Linked DNA regions of Gossypium hirsutum: region 2 is linked to region 1. A link is a contact called in public Hi-C data. All regions are on one chromosome and are shown on one strand. The core of a region is the stretch at or near the end of the contact, and the rest is flanking DNA. Distances in the headings are between cores, read along the strand shown. Region 1 has its middle 3.9 kb from the start of LOC107949651. Region 2 holds the start of LOC107949645 (elongation factor Tu, chloroplastic).

The links. A called contact is a pair of places that touch in the nucleus more often than the background predicts.
Region 2: a Hi-C map of leaf shows a contact between it and region 1, with 4 times the contacts expected there. The contact joins the promoter of LOC107949645 here to the enhancer-like site in region 1. A contact is called at or near these places in 18 of 34 Hi-C or Micro-C datasets (anther, callus, hypocotyl and 3 more).

What each region holds. Positions count from the first base shown.
Region 1 is chrD03:42,943,420-42,948,820 of Gossypium_hirsutum_v2.1, forward strand. It overlaps the pseudogene LOC107949652. Among protein-coding and RNA genes, the nearest start is that of LOC107949651, 3.9 kb to the right of the region's middle. Within about 2 kb of position 2,317, at least 6 of the 9 cell types and tissues checked have an H3K27ac peak or open chromatin away from gene starts, as enhancers often do. A contact at or near this core is called in leaf, where this site is marked.
Region 2 is chrD03:43,112,950-43,118,548 of Gossypium_hirsutum_v2.1, forward strand. LOC107949645 (elongation factor Tu, chloroplastic) reads left to right here and starts at 3,600. Exons shown (of 1, transcript XM_016884377.2): 1 at 3,600-5,599. The coding sequence starts at 3,951. The coding sequence ends at 5,408.

The DNA of each region.
Region 1 (5,401 bases), core at 1,067-3,566:
CAAGTAATTTTATTTTTCTCTCCCAATTATTAAAATAATAATAATTTTGTGTTAATCTCAATATTACATTTTTTTAAAAAAAAACTGTTAACTTAAAACCCTTTAATTTTCATCGTTTTATCCTTAAACTCTAAGTTTATTCCCTTAATTGAAGTAATTATTTTTAAGTTACGATTCAACCATTTATAACTCATTCCTTTATTTGTCAAACTTAATTTATTTAAAATAAAAATAATTTAAATTTAATAATTAATTCATTTTGCATTTTACTTACATACAAAATTTTGAAATATTTTGCTTTCATCATAAAATACGATGTTGATTTTGACATCTTTTTACCTCTATGAATTATAGTAGGAAGAATAATATATTTTGTTTACAACCTACTCTCATATGATAACAATGACCTTTTATTATTAGTAGTAGTGGTGATAGTTGACAAAATTTAACATTTCTTCATTATATTACCTTAATTTTAATTAATTATATAAATGAGTTCTTCATTATTAATTGTTCGTCACTTCAAAATTTTCAACATTTTGTATATTATAATTATGACATTTTCATAATTAAATTTTACTCCCAATATGGTATAATAGCCATTTTCTATCATTATTTATAGTTATGGTAATTTAGTAAAATGTTTTTTAAATAATCTTACATTTTTTTCAATCAAATAATAAAGTCTTATTTCAAGCTAAATAAATCAAACAAAGTACTCTAATATACCCAATAATATACTAAGTATCTTACATTCAAATAATTTTATCGATAAAAATAATCTTACTTTCTATCAACTAAAATAAAATTCGTCAAACTTCAAGTAAAAATTTGAAATTATTAATCATTTTGAATCTTCAAATTTATTTTCATTATTTTGAGACAACTTAACATATTAATTCTTACCTAAATTATAAAATTTTTCTGAGATTGATACTTAAACTTTTTTTGTCACAAGTGATATCTAAACTACTATTTTTTCCAAGTTGGTACCTCCATTAGTCAAACCATTAAGTTTATTTAAAAAATGCTTAACCTACAAAATACTACTTAAATTATGTCATTATTTTTCATTTGTGTACCTAAACATTATTTTTCACAAGTGGTGACTAAATTTTTTTTCCAAGTTGGTATCTCTATTAATTCGATGGTTAGTCAAACCATTAAATCTATTTAACAAAAAAAGATAACCAATTAAAAAATGCCATGCCAAAAAAAAAGATAAAAAAAATATTATTTTTCTTTTTTCATCCTCTCTCATCTTGAGCTTCTTCTACAAATGTAAGCATTTAGAACTTCATGATTTTGATCAAGGTTTTAAAAACCAGATTGATGGTCAAAGCCGTCTAGCCACCAATTCCTAGTTTGATTGATTCGATCAAATAAATTATTAAAAATTTAAAAATAGTGAAAATTGGTTCAACACTTTTTCTAGCTCGGTTCAACTAGTTTGTATTGGTTTGCAAGTCAATTTGATCAACTCTTATCTTTAAATCAGTACCCTAGTTGATACCCGATGCAACTGGGCAGTTCAATTCTGAATAGACTAGTTTTGATCTATGAATGAATTATTTCTATTCCGTTAAGTCGAACAAGTAGGCGATGAAGTTCAAAAATAGAATTAATTGTCAGCGTCTCAATCTTAAGAGGGAGGGAAAATTTCGAGCATTGTTGGCTTTGCCAGATATTATAAAAGAAGAAGAAAGGGAAAAAAGACAATAGAAAAAAGGAAATAATAAAATAATAAAAAATATTTTTATATGATGAGGCAATTTATTATTGGTTGAAATTTTTTTAATAGATATAAAATAAATAATAAAAAATAAAATACTATTTATAAAGAAAAATTAAATATCAAATTAAAAAAGTGTAAATATTAATTTGTGGGTTAAGGTTTTTTTAAAAATAGATTTAAGAGATTCAGATTAAAAAAAGTAAATATAAAAAAATATTTTAAAAAAAAAAGTAATTTTATTATCTTTACAGACTTGCATATATAAAATGGATAGCTGCAAGACCCCACCTCCTCACCGTTTCCCATTCCTTTTCTTTCCCTCTTCCAAGTCGGTAGCTTTAGGTCAAGGATTTTATTTTATTTTTATTCAAAAGGACCTACCTGTATTTAATTTAATCCAATGTGAAGAGACGAGTAAAAGACTGAGAGCCTGAGCCTAGATCTTATTGACAAAACCACAAAAATAATAACACTTTTACTATATTCTTAAATCTTAATGGAGGTTGTGTCCTCATTGAGGCATTGGCTAGAGAATCCAGCATTACACGCGTTCAACTTAAAGCAAATTGCCGCGTGTCAGAACATATTGTCAGTCTAAGTTTATCTCCACCTTCACCTTCTATAAATATAAAACCCTGTCAGTCTCCTTTCTATAACCCCCTTCTCAAATTTCTAAAGCTATTGAAGAAGAATGGCAAGTCCCTCCATTACTTTTCTCTTGCTTTCGCTTCTATGCATTGTTTGCGAGGCCAGATCTCCAACTGCTGCAAGATCAGGTGCCTCAAATTTCATCAAGGCTTCATGTAGTGCCACCTAATATCCATCACTTTGCATCCAATCTCTCGCAGCTTTTGCCCCTTCAATCCAGCGGAGCCCACGCCAACTGGCTCAGACTGCCCTTTCGGTGAGCCTAGAGAGGACTAAGTCCACCCAGGCATTCGTCTCCAAAATGAAGAAATTCAGGGGACTTAAGAGGAGGGAATATGAAGCAATCAAAGATTGCATTGAGGAGATGAGTGAGAGCGTGCACAGGCTGAGCAAATCAGTACAAGAGCTCAAGTACATGGGTCAAGCCAAGGGTCAGGATTTCTTGTGGCACGTTAGCAATGTGGAGACCTGGGTTAGTGCTGCACTAACCGATGAGAACACTTGTGTTGATGGGTTCGCAGGAAGGGCTTTGGATGGTAAGATTAAGGCCTCCATCGGAGCTCGAGTCATTAATGTCGCTCAAGTCACCAGCAATGCTTTGTCATTGGTTAACCAGTTTGCCTCCAAGCAGTGATCAACCTAGCCGCTAGTTGCTCTTGCAGTAAAGTTGGAAAAAAAAAAGTGGTCCAGTTGTAGTCATGGTTTACTTTAGAGGGCTAGCTTTTGGTCAGTTTTGTCATGTGGTTTGGTCTTGAATCCCTTTTTTAAGTGTAAGAATATGAATATGAATATGAATGAAAGTTTTTATTGGCAACAAGATCGTGTTCTCATTGCTATAATGGACGGTGCTTAGACATTGAGCTCTGTTACCCTTTTTATTTTGCTAAATCATTAACTACCGTGATCTACTGTACAAGTGGCTTGGAATGTTGTCTTGGGGGGTGAGCTTGGAATTAAAGAATTTTAATGCTAATTGCCGTGATTTACGGATAGATCGAAAAATCCTATATAATTTTCAACATTACGGGCTTAGCTTAGGTATAACATTCAAAAACCAACACCTTATCTTATAATTATTTGAATTGAAAAACCTAACACCTTATTAAAATCTTATAAATAGCATTTTCACTAGGAAAACATATCATGTCTTCAAGTAAGAGGCCTTGCATATATTTCCTGCAATCTAAGTAGGAAGAGGTTTAGAGTTTATCGACTTTAAGGGTAAAGTTATCAATTCAAATTTGAAATCTTTAATGGGTTTCGGGTAAGACTAAGCTCAAATAATAGCTTTGGATAGAACAAAGTTAATTCCCAGGTCGAATTTAGACACATTAATCAACTTAACTCAATTTATTCATTTTCTTATGTAATATATTATATTAATATAATTTTATTTATTATATAATTTATATAAGTAACACCCTACATCCGACTCTACCGTCGGTCCGAGTGTGTGACGTCACATTACATTGTTGAAGCAATTTAAACTAATTCAATGTAATTCCACTAGGGTTAATTCACATTTATTAATAGCATAACAAATAAATCATTTAAGAAAATCATTCACATGCATTCATAAGGTTTGTGATCTTATTTCATCTAATTATTGGGTTATGTTAAGTCAAAATTGGAGTTAGGACACAAATCTAAACTCACTTGTTAAAATTCAAGGTTAAGGTTATGTCTCGAGATAGAGAATTCCATGTCTCGAGACAAGCTATAAATTATTTTGGAAAATTTAGCTTCGATGTTAACATGTCTCGGGACACTAAAGGATGTGTCTTGAAGCAATGTCCCTTATGTCTTGAGACCAACCTCCCCTATTTTTCTATTTTTGCTTCAATATTTGGATATGTCGAGACAAGGGCCTCTTGTCTCGAGACAAGATTGTTACGAGATTATCTTGAGACTAGCTTGGTGTGTCTTGAGACTACATACTCAAAATTGCACGACAAAGTAACATTTTGTTTTAACGATCTCAAGACAAGTTCTTTTTTGTCTCGAGACTTAATGATCAAATGACCAAAATTACACACTTTCAAGCATTCCAAACCTTATTAAAATTAAACCAAAACTTATCTTAAACTTACCTCAAAGCAATATCATTAATTCAACCTATTAAAACACATTCAATCACTACTCAAATATACCTTCCAACACATCAACACTAAACCAACTAACTTGTGCATTCAAGTTTATATAATCAAATATAAATCGATAAGAATCAAAAGATAAAGTTCAACCATATAAACATTGTGAGCCAAAACACCAAAGTACCAAAACCATACTAATTAGTAAGTGTTGGATCTAGTGATATAAGTGTAGCATATTTGTTTTGTATATTTTTTGAACAAATTGGTTTAATAAAAATATCCATTAATTACATTAATTCCCATATTGTCCTATATGGTTTTGCATGCAAAGCAAAATGGAAGCAAATATTGATTCATTGGTTATCTAACTTTTAACTACTATTAAAACAACTTATTCGTGCTACATGTAACGATAGATATTGAGTTGATGGTTATACATTAAAGATCATTCCAGTTAAGTAACTTTCTACGAACCTCTACTTAAGTTAGAATGATGATCAAACTTGAAATGATTATTAGTACGTGTAAATACCTAAGGGATTAGGTTCACATATTAATTGGATGAAAATTCATGTTCTTACTAGTTGGTTAAGATTGCCTCCAAGGTGACTTAATTCAATAGGTGTGAGAATTATTGTTGCAACAGTTTACAACTGTTTTCAAGATCATATCAATGTATATTGAAAGTAGCAAAAAAAATTCAAAATATTTGCTTAATATAAAGATATTAATGAATGAATGTTTTATTTTTTCTAGTTCAAAAATGACACATACTCCCTCGATCTGCTAACTTTGCTGCCCCCACCATAGTCTCCCTAGGCTCAATCTTCTCGTCTACTCCTTTCATCATCTCAATCGGCATCTTAGAACCTTAGCTTGGATACCAACTGTCACGGTGCCAAAACTATAGTCTTACAAACTGCAC
Region 2 (5,599 bases), core at 2,350-4,849, 170 kb after region 1:
TTTCTCGTGTTGGGTAGGGATTCACTTACATCGGTGTAAAACTTAAGTGGTTTTATACTCTTCCGTAATTTTTTTTATGATTAATATTTTATCAATCCAACCGTCATATTTCATTTTTCATTCATGTAGATCATGCATGTCAAGTTTGTCGTAAATTAAAATTTTGTAACTATTTGTTTTATGTGAAAAAACTTTCGATCATTAATGTGGAGTTATGCATCGTATTTTTCAGCTTTTCTTCTCCCAGTTAAATTCTATTTTTAGTTTCCCACTTAAACTCTAATTAGTGTAAGTTATGTTAATATTACTTGACCTACAAATTTAGGCCCTTTTCCACCTTAGGAAAACAACTCATTACACATTTAGGTATTAGCTTTTACAAGTTTTCAAAGAATTTTGTGTTTACATTTGAGGGTTCTTATTTTGGATTTCGGGGTTTAGTTTTATCTCCATATTTTATACTATTCGTTTTTTCTGTTTTAGTGAAATTATCTTTGCCCGTGGTTTTTTATCCTCTTCGAAGGAGTTTTTCCGTGTAAAATATTTGTGTTCAATCTTTTCAATCTCTTTGTTATTTTACTTGTTCGTTGCTTAAATTGAGTTTATCCCCAACAATTTGGTATCAGAGCTAGTTCAATTTTCGTAATTAACTCATTCAGAGATAGCAGCAACAAAGTTTGATATTGATAAGTTCGATGGCATCACAAATTTCAATCTGTGGCAAGTTTAGATGACGGCAATTTTGATTCAGAACAGTCTTGAGAAGGTCCTTACAGAGAAGAAGCTTGTAGACATGGATAGATCAAAATGGCATAGATCAGATAAAAAGGCTTTATCCACGATTCAATTATATCTAACAAATAATGTGTTGTAGGAGATTTTGATGGAGAGAACGGCATTCACCTTATGGAAAAGGTTAGAAACCCTTTACACAACAAAGTCTCTAGCTAACTGATTAGTGCTGAAACAGCATTGTACACGTTCCACATGAACAAAGGTGAGCACCTTAAAGATTACATTTGCCAATTTATTACTTTTTTGAATGATTTAAAGAATGTTGAGGTTTAGATTAACGATAAAGATCAAACTATGCTATTATTATGCTCTTTACCCCATTCATACAAGTCTTTCAGGGAAACCCTAGTTTATGACAGAAATAATCTCTCATTCAAGAATGTGAAGGGTCATTTGTTGAGCAAAGACAAACTCGACAATGAGTATGGTTTGAATAGCAAGTCAAATAGGCAAGCCTTGATTTTGGTAGAATGAAGGAAGCGAGACAAGATATGTCTTTATTGTAAGAAGTTAGGTCACATCAATGTAGATTGTTACAAAATGCGAAATAAAAGGGCTGTTGAAAGCAACGAAGAAGATTTAATTGGTGCTAATTTGGCCAATGACAAGGGTGATGATTTCTTGTTGGTGTCAACAAGTGAAAACTCTGAACTTACGTCCAAGTGGATCCTGGATTTGGGGTGTTCTTTCCACATGTGTTCCAATAAGGATTGGTTCTCTACATACAGTTCAATTGAAGGTGAAGTTGTGCGCATGGGGAATGGTTCACCCAATAAGGTAGCTAATATTGGTACTGTTCAGATCAGGATGTACGACGGGACATTTAGGACACTGTCAGATGTCAGGCATGTGTCTAACTTAAAGAAAAATCTCATCTCCTTGGGAATTTTATACTTGAAGAGTTGTAGAATTAACATCGAATCAAGCGACATTAAGGTATCCAGTGAGGCTCTCATTTTGATGAAAGGTAAAAAGATTGGCAGTCTTTATGTTTTAGAAGGATAATAGTGACCGATGAAATCGGACATCCTCGTCCGTTAAGGAGTCGAAGTCGACTCGTTTGAAGCGGAGACAACTTGGTCATAAGAGGAAAAAATGTATGATTATTTCGTATAAGAGAGGTTCTCTTTTGGATGCTGGTTTTGAAAAGATAGGGCACTGCATTCGTGAAAATTAGACTTGGGTCAGTTTTGAATTAGCAGTGCACAAGTCGAAAACTAAAAGACTTACAACTTCTAAGCATAGTTTTGACTTAGTTAATATCCTACATAGCTCGAGATAAGCCCGTGGTGGGTTTTGGAAAAAAAAAAGACATTGTGGAAATACGAGTCAATGTGGAGATTTGTGGAGTTATACCTCGTATTTTTTATTTTCTTCTCCCCGTTAAATTCTATTTTTAGTTCTCACTTAAACTCTAATTAGTGTAGGTTATTTTAATATTATTTGACCTACAAATTTAGCCAATAAATGGGCCATTTTTCCACCTTAGAAAAATAACCTATTACACATTTAGGTATTAGTTTTTATAAGTTTTCAGAGAATTTTGTGTTTACGTTTGAGGGTTCTTATTTCGGGTTTCGAGGTTTAGTTTTATTTTCATCTTTTGTACTCTTCATTTTTCCATTTTAGTGAAATTATATTTGCCCGTGATTTTTTATCCTCTTCGGAAGGGTTTTTTTCACCTAAATTATTTGTGTTTATTTTTTCAATTTCTTCATTATTTTACTTATTTGTTGCTTAAACCGGATTTATCCCCAGTAATTAAATATATATTAATATAAACAACATTTTATATTGATATGATAGAGATATCAGATCGATTCAAAATTTTACATGCATGACCAATACAAACATATTGTCAAATTCAAAGACTGGATTGATAAAATATTAATAATATAAAAAATTAAAAAAATATATAAAATCAGTTAAGTTTTACACTAATTTAATTGAATTTCTTTCCATATTTTTATATTTATATTATAAAATTTTGGACATACCCGTTTTTATCTACCGTTTATTTATATTTTTGGAAAATACATCTACTATTTATTAAAGATAAAGAAAGGGGGGATTTGTAGACCACTAAAGTTATAGGGGAAAGTTGAGAACCTGAATCAGAGACGTGGCACGATAAGGGCTGGGGTTGTCTTTGTAGGTTAGAGTGGGTTGTCTTATCATGGATCTTTCATGTCCTCAGACAATCTAAACCTTCAAGGAATATGTAAAAGACCATATTCCTGGCCCTGTTCTAAGCATTACCCCAACCCTAAACCTTCAAGGAAAACACTCCTTTGAACTATTTGATGGGTCCTTGTATTGAAGGACCTTAGAGTTCGAAGTCGGTAATTTAATGTTCTTTAGCATTTGGTTTAAATAATTGGATTAAATCGTAAATTTAGTTTAATATATAATTTTATATAAATTTTAATTTTATGTAATTTTATATATAATATTTTAATTTGATTCAATTCTCACAAATTATTAACACAATTATTGATAAAACATCATATTATGTTTATATATAACATATATATAAAATAATTTAATGTATTTATTTATTTAAATGTGTATAATTGAATCAAAATAAAATTTTTATTTATATATTTAAACCACATTCAAAGTTTCACGTATATAATCGTACCAAATCAAAATTTATGTATGATTTTGAGATTTGTCCTTATATAATTTTATCTCTTTAAATTCATAAAGGTTAAATTGGTAATTTTAACCAAATATGAACATTTGAGAGTGGAATCAGCACTATTATTTAGGTGTAACACTTGAATTTCATACAGTAGTATAGAACTTCAAGATAGGAAGCCCAATTTTTAGGCCTAAAGTAGTAATAGTGATTTGTGGGGGATGGGATGATGGGCCTGCTGGGCAGTAAGTGAGCATAGGAGGAGGAAATTTCAATAGTACCCCGAGAGAGCGAGGGAGGGAGCAGTGGATATGGCAGAGGAAGCAGAAGTGGATAAAACAACTCCTCATATTAGCCATTCTTTTTGGTCCGTCCATTTCACAAACCCTCATCCTCAAAGCCACAGAGGAATAAGATAACACAAACCCAAATCTCTTTTACCTTCTCTTCTTCATTTTCCAAAGCCAAAGGCCAAAACCCTCCTTTCCTCTCCTCTCCTCTCCTCTACAAGGAAATGGCAATTTCATCAACAGCGGCAGCCACTGCCGCTTCTTCTAAGCTTAGATACCCACACGCCTCCCCTTTCCCAACTCACTCCTCAACCACCACCTCTGCCTTTTTCTCCTCAATTCCCTCTAAACTAACCCCTACCCACCTCTCCTCTTCCTTCCTCCCTCCTTTCCTCACTACCGTCGCCACCACTTCCGTATTCCCTCGCCGTCGCGGTTCTTTCACCGTCAAAGCTGCCCGTGGCAAATTCGAACGCAAAAAGCCCCACGTCAACATCGGCACCATCGGCCATGTCGACCACGGCAAAACCACCTTAACTGCCGCTCTAACTATGGCCTTAGCCTCCATGGGTAACAGTGCCCCAAAAAAGTACGACGAAATTGATGCCGCCCCTGAAGAGCGTGCCCGTGGTATCACCATTAACACCGCCACCGTTGAATACGAAACCGAGAATCGCCATTACGCCCACGTCGACTGCCCAGGGCACGCTGATTATGTCAAAAACATGATTACCGGAGCTGCCCAAATGGACGGTGCTATCTTGGTTGTTTCCGGAGCCGACGGACCCATGCCCCAGACTAAAGAGCATATCTTGTTGGCTAAACAGGTCGGTGTCCCTAACGTGGTTGTGTTCTTGAACAAACAAGACCAGGTAGATGATGAAGAGCTTTTGCAATTAGTCGAATTGGAGGTGCGTGAATTGCTTTCTAGTTACGAATTTCCCGGTGATGATGTCCCTATTATTTCTGGCTCCGCACTTTTAGCTTTAGAAGCTTTGATGGCTAAGCCCAGTATTCCTAGGGGTGAAAACCAATGGGTGGATAAGATTTATGAACTTATGGATGCTGTTGATAGTTACATTCCTGTTCCTCAAAGACAAACAGATTTGCCTTTCTTGTTAGCTGTTGAGGATGTGTTTTCCATCACGGGTCGTGGTACTGTTGCCACTGGTCGTATCGAGAGAGGTACTGTTAAGGTTGGAGAGACTGTTGACATTGTTGGATTGAAGGATACAAGGAACGTCACAGTTACTGGTGTGGAAATGTTTCAAAAGACATTAGATGACGCCATGGCTGGTGATAATGTTGGGTTGTTACTTAGAGGTGTTCAAAAGGCCGATATTCAGAGAGGGATGGTTTTGGCTAAACCAGGGACAATCACTCCCCATACCAAGTTCAGCGCCATTGTCTATGTGTTGAAGAAGGAAGAGGGTGGCAGACATTCTCCCTTCTTCGCAGGTTATAGGCCTCAGTTCTACATGAGGACCACTGATGTCACTGGAAGGGTGGCTTCCATTATGAATGATAAGGATGAGGAGTCTAAGATGGTTATGCCTGGTGACCGTGTAAAGATGGTAGTTGAGCTTATCATGCCTGTGGCTTGTGAGCAAGGGATGCGGTTTGCTATCAGAGAAGGAGGGAAGACGGTTGGAGCCGGGGTTATTCAGTCTATTATTGAGTGATCTTAGGATACTTTGGCGTTGCAGGATATGTTATTTGCTGTTGCAGTGATGTCAAAGAACCTTCATATGCCAAATGTCAAGGTCATGCAATTAGTTTCGTCACCATTTATAGATCCTCTTTGATTCCAATGTCATATTTTGGAGTTTTGTATTTCTTTTGCTTCAGACTCATGTCTAATCTAGTTGGATTG